2 separate regions of the Camelus bactrianus genome follow, and region 1 is linked to region 2. The links are chromatin contacts, called in public Hi-C maps. All regions are on one chromosome and are shown on one strand. Each heading gives the region's core, a stretch centred on a gene start, on an enhancer-like site or on the middle of the called end of the contact. The rest is flanking DNA. Distances are from core to core; before and after follow the strand shown.

Region 1 (3,543 bases), core at 458-2,957, 150 kb before region 2:
TCCTGAGGACCAAGGTTAGAATTAAACCTCTCCTCCTTCTGTATTTTTATAATAATAGTAGCTAACACTTATATAATACATATGATGTGTCAAATACTACACATATAACAACACATTTAATCGTCACAACCACCCTTTAATCAATGAGGAAACATATTAAGGAAGAGCTCTGTGGTTTTTCCACCACTTATTAAATTTCAACTTCCGTTACCATTAGCAATGTACAAATCTTATTCTCACTCCGATCCTAGGCCAGGAACTTGAATTCAGGACAGATACCAGGGTCATTTTCATTTCTGCCACCAAAGCTCAACACAGAACTGTGAATGGGGTGATATTTTTTAATTGACTGGTGAGTTCAGGTAACTCCCTTTGCATTCCACATCTTTAGTGTCTACATTCAATTGCACTCTTGCACACTGTAAACAAAGAATGTTGCCCGCCATTTCACTTCTACAAGGACCCAGCCCTCAGCCTTGCAGTCACCAACTAACAGTGCACCCTGAGGGGAATTCAGGGTGGAGAAAAACAAGAAATATTCCATGCTTGGGATACTGGCCCTGGATATTTAAGATGCATATCTAAGGAATAATTTCAACGAACCCAGATTTTTGCATCTTCCCATACATAGAAAAGCATAAAATCATTAACTTGAGATATCTGTTTTTTTTGTGATTACCAGTAACCTTTTGATGTTGGGTATTTTTTTCCCCCAGCCAAAAATTCATACATATCCTGGCTCCTTCCTTACCTCTTCAGAGCAATTCCTCAGAGGTATCTGAGAAGCTGTCTCCCAGGCTACAGTTCTCAGTAAGGTCCCCAAATAAAATGTATCCCTCAAATTTTAGGTTGCTCCTTTTTCTTTCAGTTGACAACATCTTAAGCCCCTGCTTATCAAGAGCACCCCAACAGCTTCCACATGGCGTTTGCCACCCACGTGACTCATGCAGAATCACAGCTGCTCAGGGCTTGAGAGCGGCTACTCCCAGGTGTTGGAGAGGAGAATAGATTCTGACTTCACACTGAGATCTGGACTACTGAGAGGAGAGTTGGAGCATTCACCCAGAGAGATTAAGTATTCGAAAGAGACCATTCAAACCAGCCCCAAGAGAAGCAGAACTCTGAATATGCTAATACCTAAACCGAAAGAGACTGAGTCACTGTTCACTGGAAGAATATTACATAACTTTTTATTGATTTACTGTCTTTCCCGCTAGACTGAAAGCTCCACAAGGATAGGAACTCAATAAACATTTGTGAACGAACGTTAATGGAAGGATGTGCTTAGACACACAGTCAGTGACTAATAAGTCTGAGCCCCCTTTCAAAGGCCATGCAACCTAACCCGCGACTCGCGACGTTTCCTGAAGCTGAAAACCTTACAGAGCTAATGGAAAGTTCAGGGGCTGTGGCTGGAATTCACATCACACCCGTTTCTCCCCTCCTTCGGCCAGGTGGGCCTCAGCCGCCCGCGACCCCCTCGCGCGCCAGCCCCTCTGGCCCCGTCTGCACCTTCATTCCCAGGACATCACGATAGAAACTCGCTGTCTGGAAGCGGTTTCCCACTTTGAACACGAAGTGCAGAGCTCTACGAGTCGCCATGACCAGCAAAACCACCGAGACCACCGACACCACTCACGTTTCACGCGTAGAGCACCGCCCCGCCCCCAGAGGACGCAGGCGGGTCGGTAACGTCATTGGCCGCCGCCGGCGCGCTTTCTTGACGCAGGCCCCCTCGCGGGGGAACATGGCGGCGCTGTTGAATCGCGTGGGCTGGGCAACGCGACCTGTGCTGCCAGTGGTCCAGATTTGGGACCTTGACGCGCGGCGCTGGGTCCGGGCGCTGCGGCGAAGCCCCGTGAAAGTGGTGTTTCCATCCGGTCAGGTGGTGGAACGGAAGCCCAGTCCCGGGAAGCAGCCCCGGAAGGCGGCGGCGGAGGCCAGTCCCCGCGAGCAGCGGCTGAAGCAGCCGTTTCAGGTCCCCCCATCTCAGACACCAAGCACCTGGGAAGAGTCCGGGCTTCGCTATGATAAGGCTTTCCCTGGAGACAAAAGGCTGAGGTGATGTGTTTCTGAGACTTACCGAGTATTCCTATTTCTCTTCCCACCTCACAGAAGGATCTTGACCTCTCCTCCCATTGGAAGACTTCCAGTACAATTCGCTGGATTTTATGATGCACGGAAGGCAGAATAAGTGTCTTTTTTCAAATTCGTTTGTTTCTTTCTCTGTCAAGCTCCTCCAGTCTGTTAGAATTAGGTGTGTCTCCGTAACGAGGATGTTGGTAATTAACTGTCTTTTTATTTCCACCCACAGCAGTGTGATGACAATAGTTAAGTCCAGGCCATTTCGGGAAAAGCAAGGGAAGATTCTGCTGGAAGGTCGTAGGCTGATCGCAGACGCTCTCAAGGCTGGTGCTGTGCCCAAAGTTTTCTTCTTTAGCCGTCTGGACTACATAAAGGAGCTGCCCATTGAGAAGCTGAAAGGTGTTGGCCTCATTAAGGTGAAATTTGAGGATATCAAGGATTGGTCCGACCTAGTGACACCACAAGGAATAATGGGTTAGTGGTTATTATACAGTTTGTCTCTAGAAGTAGAGACCTAGGATTATTTTTTCATACTTGTCTCAGGGCAACAAATTTTATTTAAACCAAATTCAAACATTACTGCCTAACTTTTTCTTAAAACACCCAGAAAAATTTATGCATCTTGTATTTCAGTGGAAACTGAAGACAGTTTTTCTTCATCATTTGTTTGTGGTTTTTTATAGTCTTTAGGAATTTTTGAGGTCACTTCTTCAATCTTTAATGTCCAATTAAAGATTAAGAAAATGTTTACCAAAATACCCTCCATTTCCACAAAACTTCTGCCAGTGTGGCTGATACCTATATATCACTGACCCCCTTATTCTAGAAGCAGGTCTGAGCAGTAAGCTACAATTTATTGCTCTGTTTAGCTCATTGAACAGGAAACCTTGTTTTCATTTGGTGAAATCCAACTCAAGATTCTAATAGACTGTGATGTTTGTATGCACTTAGAAAGTTTTTTTTTCCTAAATATAGAGGAGTTATCTTCAAGATTCTAATGTTTAAGCCAGGGCCTGTCAAATAAGTTGTGCATGTATTCCCTGTAGTGAGCTCACTGTGCAGCTGTTTGTTGGGAGAGGAAATTTTGGAGACCATCTCTTGTTTCTATAACCCAGCATATCACAGGGATCTGTGCTTCTGCTCTCAGAACTCTCCCCTTGGGTGGGGACTTGGACTACTAAAATTCTCCACTCACTCTTGTTAACTATACCTCCCTAATCCCTACTCCATGCTGCAGTGAAAGTGTCACTCATTTTTACCATGCTTGCCATTTTGGGCATGTGTGTCAACAGTGGCTAGCCCCTTCTGGACTTCTGTAACCCCCTTCATTATTATGACTGCTTTCATCATTTCATGGCTTTTAAAAACATGTTGGGGAGGGTGTAGTTCAGTGGTAGAGCATGTGCTTAGCATGCACGAAGTCCTGGTTTCAATCCCCAGTACTTCCATTAAAATAAA
Region 2 (3,207 bases), core at 653-3,152:
ATGAAAGAAATGACACGGAATCTAGAAGTCCAAACTCACCTCTCCAACACCAATGGCCATATTTTATTCAGAATGATTCGGAGCCATCACTTCTAGCTCCAGAAGAGATTATCAAAAGCAGACAACTGGGAATGGGAATGTTTGAGGAAGCACTAAACTTGGACAGAAGCATGTGTGTCTTCCTGGGCACAAGTTGTAAAAGCAACACACAGAGTTTGGACTTTCCCGTGGCACAAAGAACTCTGAGCAGGGTGCGTGATCAAGCTTTGTGATCATTCTGCTGAAGGTCAGGAGAAGAGCAAGGTAGGAGGCACGCAGATCAATTATGAGCCTATTAGAAGAAAACTGACTAGAGCCCAAACCAGAGCAATGAGTCTAAAAAGAAAGGATGGATTTGAAAAATATTTACAAAGTCTGTAGGGGATGCAGGAAGCCTGGAATCTGACACAGATGGAGCATTCACTCAGGACGGGCAGGTTTGAGGAGGAAAATAAATTCTAATTTAGGTTCACCCCAACCCGTAGCCCCATAACAGCGTCCACCTGTGTGGGTGCACAAGAAAAGTGACACTCCCTTAGATGAACCCTCTAGTCTGCCTCTCAGATCTGCATCCCTAGCCTTGGGGACCCTGATTTGAAGACATGACTTTTTTTTTTTTTTTTTTTTTTCTAACTGCTCCCTGATGGGTTCAGGCTGTTCTTTGCTTTCTGCAGCCTCCTGCTGGGGCTGGAAGCTTCCATCCTTTTGCTGCCAGTTCACAGCCCTGAGCATTTCTACCAACCCCCACACTGATGCTGCATCCTGAGTCCTCAGAAAGCCCATGTGGGGCCAAAGTCTCTTCTTTTGGGGAGGGATGGGGGATGGAAGTTTCCCCCTAAAAGCCAAGCTGGCCTCAGCATCCTGAGTCCCGTTCCCGCTCTCAATCCTACAAACTCTTCTTGTCCAAATGAGGTACCAAGGCCTGAGCAATGCCTTCGATGCCTGACTCTCTTATTCTGCTGTCTGATCAGTCCAGATACATTACTAGTCTGGATGGATACAACAATTGGAGATCTATTTTAGTACCATAAAAACTACAGCAAAAGTTTTTCTGGGTTCATATACAGTGTTCTCTCAGTTAACTTTCAGAATCTGAGTTTGCCAGCCAGGAAACACTTTAATTAGTTTAGTATAATACAAATTTGGCTTTTCGTGGCTATGCTAGTCCCACAGCCCTAATTCCATTAACAACTGGCTGGAGTGAGTAGCAGCCTTGCTCTCCATCCCGCCACAGCCACCTCCACTTCCCATCACCATCCTGGATTTTTCTTAAGTGTGCTAGGCTAGCTTCACTTATTCGTTCACTCATTTTTCTGGCCCCCTCTCTCCTCAAAGGTTTAATTATTGAAAAAAACTATCCCACCATTTATACCACGCTTTCATGTTTACTTACAAAGCACCTTCCCCCACTGACAACTCACAACATCCGCAAGGAATTAGTAGGCTAGAAGGGCCAGTGGTGAGGCGCGCGCACCCCCTGCTGGCGCCCCGGCGCGCTGTAGCCTCACCCCGCTCCCGCCTGTCCAGAGCTGGAGAGGAGGCCGAGACGCGAGGGCCCGGGCAAGGCTTCCTGGGAAATGTCTGGTGTGTACGTGTTACAACTACAAGTCCCGGTACGCACCGCGCTCAGCCCCGAAGATGAGGACACTTTCTGGTGACTCTGAATCTTGTCAGTGCCGTTGGGAATGCTGCACAGGCCTGATTCAGTATTCACAGGAGGTTTTGGGAGAACACAACTCCTCCGCTGGGTGCTCACAAACAGGCTTTGCTTCCGCGGCTTCCTCGGACTCGCTCGGTGTGGCGAATCTGCCGTTGCGGCACGATGGCTGGGCGCGCAGGGCCCTACGGGAAGCTTGTGGAATCTGCCGTGGGAAGAATGACGCCAGGTTTCTGGGGCTCCTATCGTCATGGCGGCCACGGCCCCCGGTACCGGGGACTCCGCGCCTGAAGCGGCGGCTTCCGCCGAAGCCCCGCTGCAGTACAGCCTTCTTCTGCAGTACCTGGTGGGTGACAAGCGTCAGCCCCGGGTCCTGGAGCCTGGGAGCCTGGGCGGGATCCCGAGTCCCGCCAAGAGTGACGAGCAGAAGATGATCGAGAAGGCGATGGAAAGCTGCGCCTTCAAGGCGGCGCTGGCCTGTGTGGGAGGTGAGGCGACGTGGGGGGCATTTAAGAGGCTGAGAGCTTGGAAGGCAGCGGGGTCCCTTTCCAAGAAGGCCGCGCACCTGGGAGGCGTGGAGCCCGTGGGCCTTGACCTTGACCAGTCTCCACCTGGTTCAGTGAACTCGAGCAGCGCGTCCCTAGACCCCAGTATTGTCTCTCGTCTCTGGAAATCGGGTCAGAGAATAGGTCCTGGGTCAGGGCCTTGGGGGTATAAGATGCTCGACCTCATTCATTCATTCATTCATTCGGTTTTAAATAATGATTTTTCAGCAAATTGTTACTGAGCAACTATCACGTGCCTGGCAGTGGAGAGACAGGGCGAGAGCCTTGTCCTCACGAGGCTAATATTTTAATATACATAGAAGTAAAAATGTTGAGAAGGAGCCTGGAGGAGAGTGCTGCAGACATAGGGAATAGTACCTGCAATGGTCTTGAGGTTAGAAAAAAACCCAGAAAAACCACTGTGGCCAGTGTGACTAGACAGAGGGGGAATGAGGGGGAAAGAAGTCGACTTGGCTTTTTTTTTTTTTTTTTTTTTTGAGGATTTGAGAGTGTAGGTGTTCTTCCTGTGTGCAGAGTAAAGAGGCTGACCACAGTTGCAGATGAGTTGCAATCTCATTGAGAATGAAAGGCAGTTAAGAAACGAGCGTGGTGAGAGTAACAATGTGAAGTAGGGTAGAAAGAAGAAGGAGATTTTTTTTTTGGTTGGGGGAAGGCCACAAGAGGAGGTGAGACTGGAGCCATGTCTTGAAGGATGAGAGAATGAGGGTATACAAAGAGGAGGGGAACTGTCATTTCAAGATGGGAGTGGAGGGAGGGGTTTGAGCTTTTTACCTGCAGGCATTAGGGCAGTAACTGATGATTTTTTAGAGGGTAACTGGTGGTAATGAGCATGAGGACTCAGGGTGGAGTGTGGCAAAAAGAAGAAAAGTCTGTAGATAGGGAGACCGAATAGGAGATTTGCTAGACTGAAGCTCTCTGAGACGTGGACTGGGTCTTTGTTCATCA

The links. Hi-C and Micro-C count contacts between places; a contact is called where the count stands out from the background.
Region 1: a Hi-C map of liver shows a contact between it and region 2, with 4 times the contacts expected there. The contact joins the promoter of MRM3 here to the promoter of TIMM22 in region 2. A contact is called at or near these places in 2 of 2 Hi-C or Micro-C datasets (blood and liver).

The regions. Positions count from the first base shown.
Region 1 is chr16:40,516,324-40,519,866 of ASM4877302v1, reverse strand. It overlaps MRM3 (mitochondrial rRNA methyltransferase 3), which reads left to right and starts at 1,707. Exons shown (of 5, transcript XM_045519005.2): 1 at 1,707-2,061; 2 at 2,315-2,559. The coding sequence starts at 1,748. It overlaps GLOD4 (glyoxalase domain containing 4), which reads right to left and starts at 1,683. Exons shown (of 9, transcript XM_010958222.3): 1 at 1,513-1,683. The coding sequence starts at 1,602.
Region 2 is chr16:40,371,112-40,374,318 of ASM4877302v1, reverse strand. TIMM22 (translocase of inner mitochondrial membrane 22) reads left to right here and starts at 1,902. Exons shown (of 4, transcript XM_045519010.2): 1 at 1,902-2,184. The coding sequence starts at 1,947.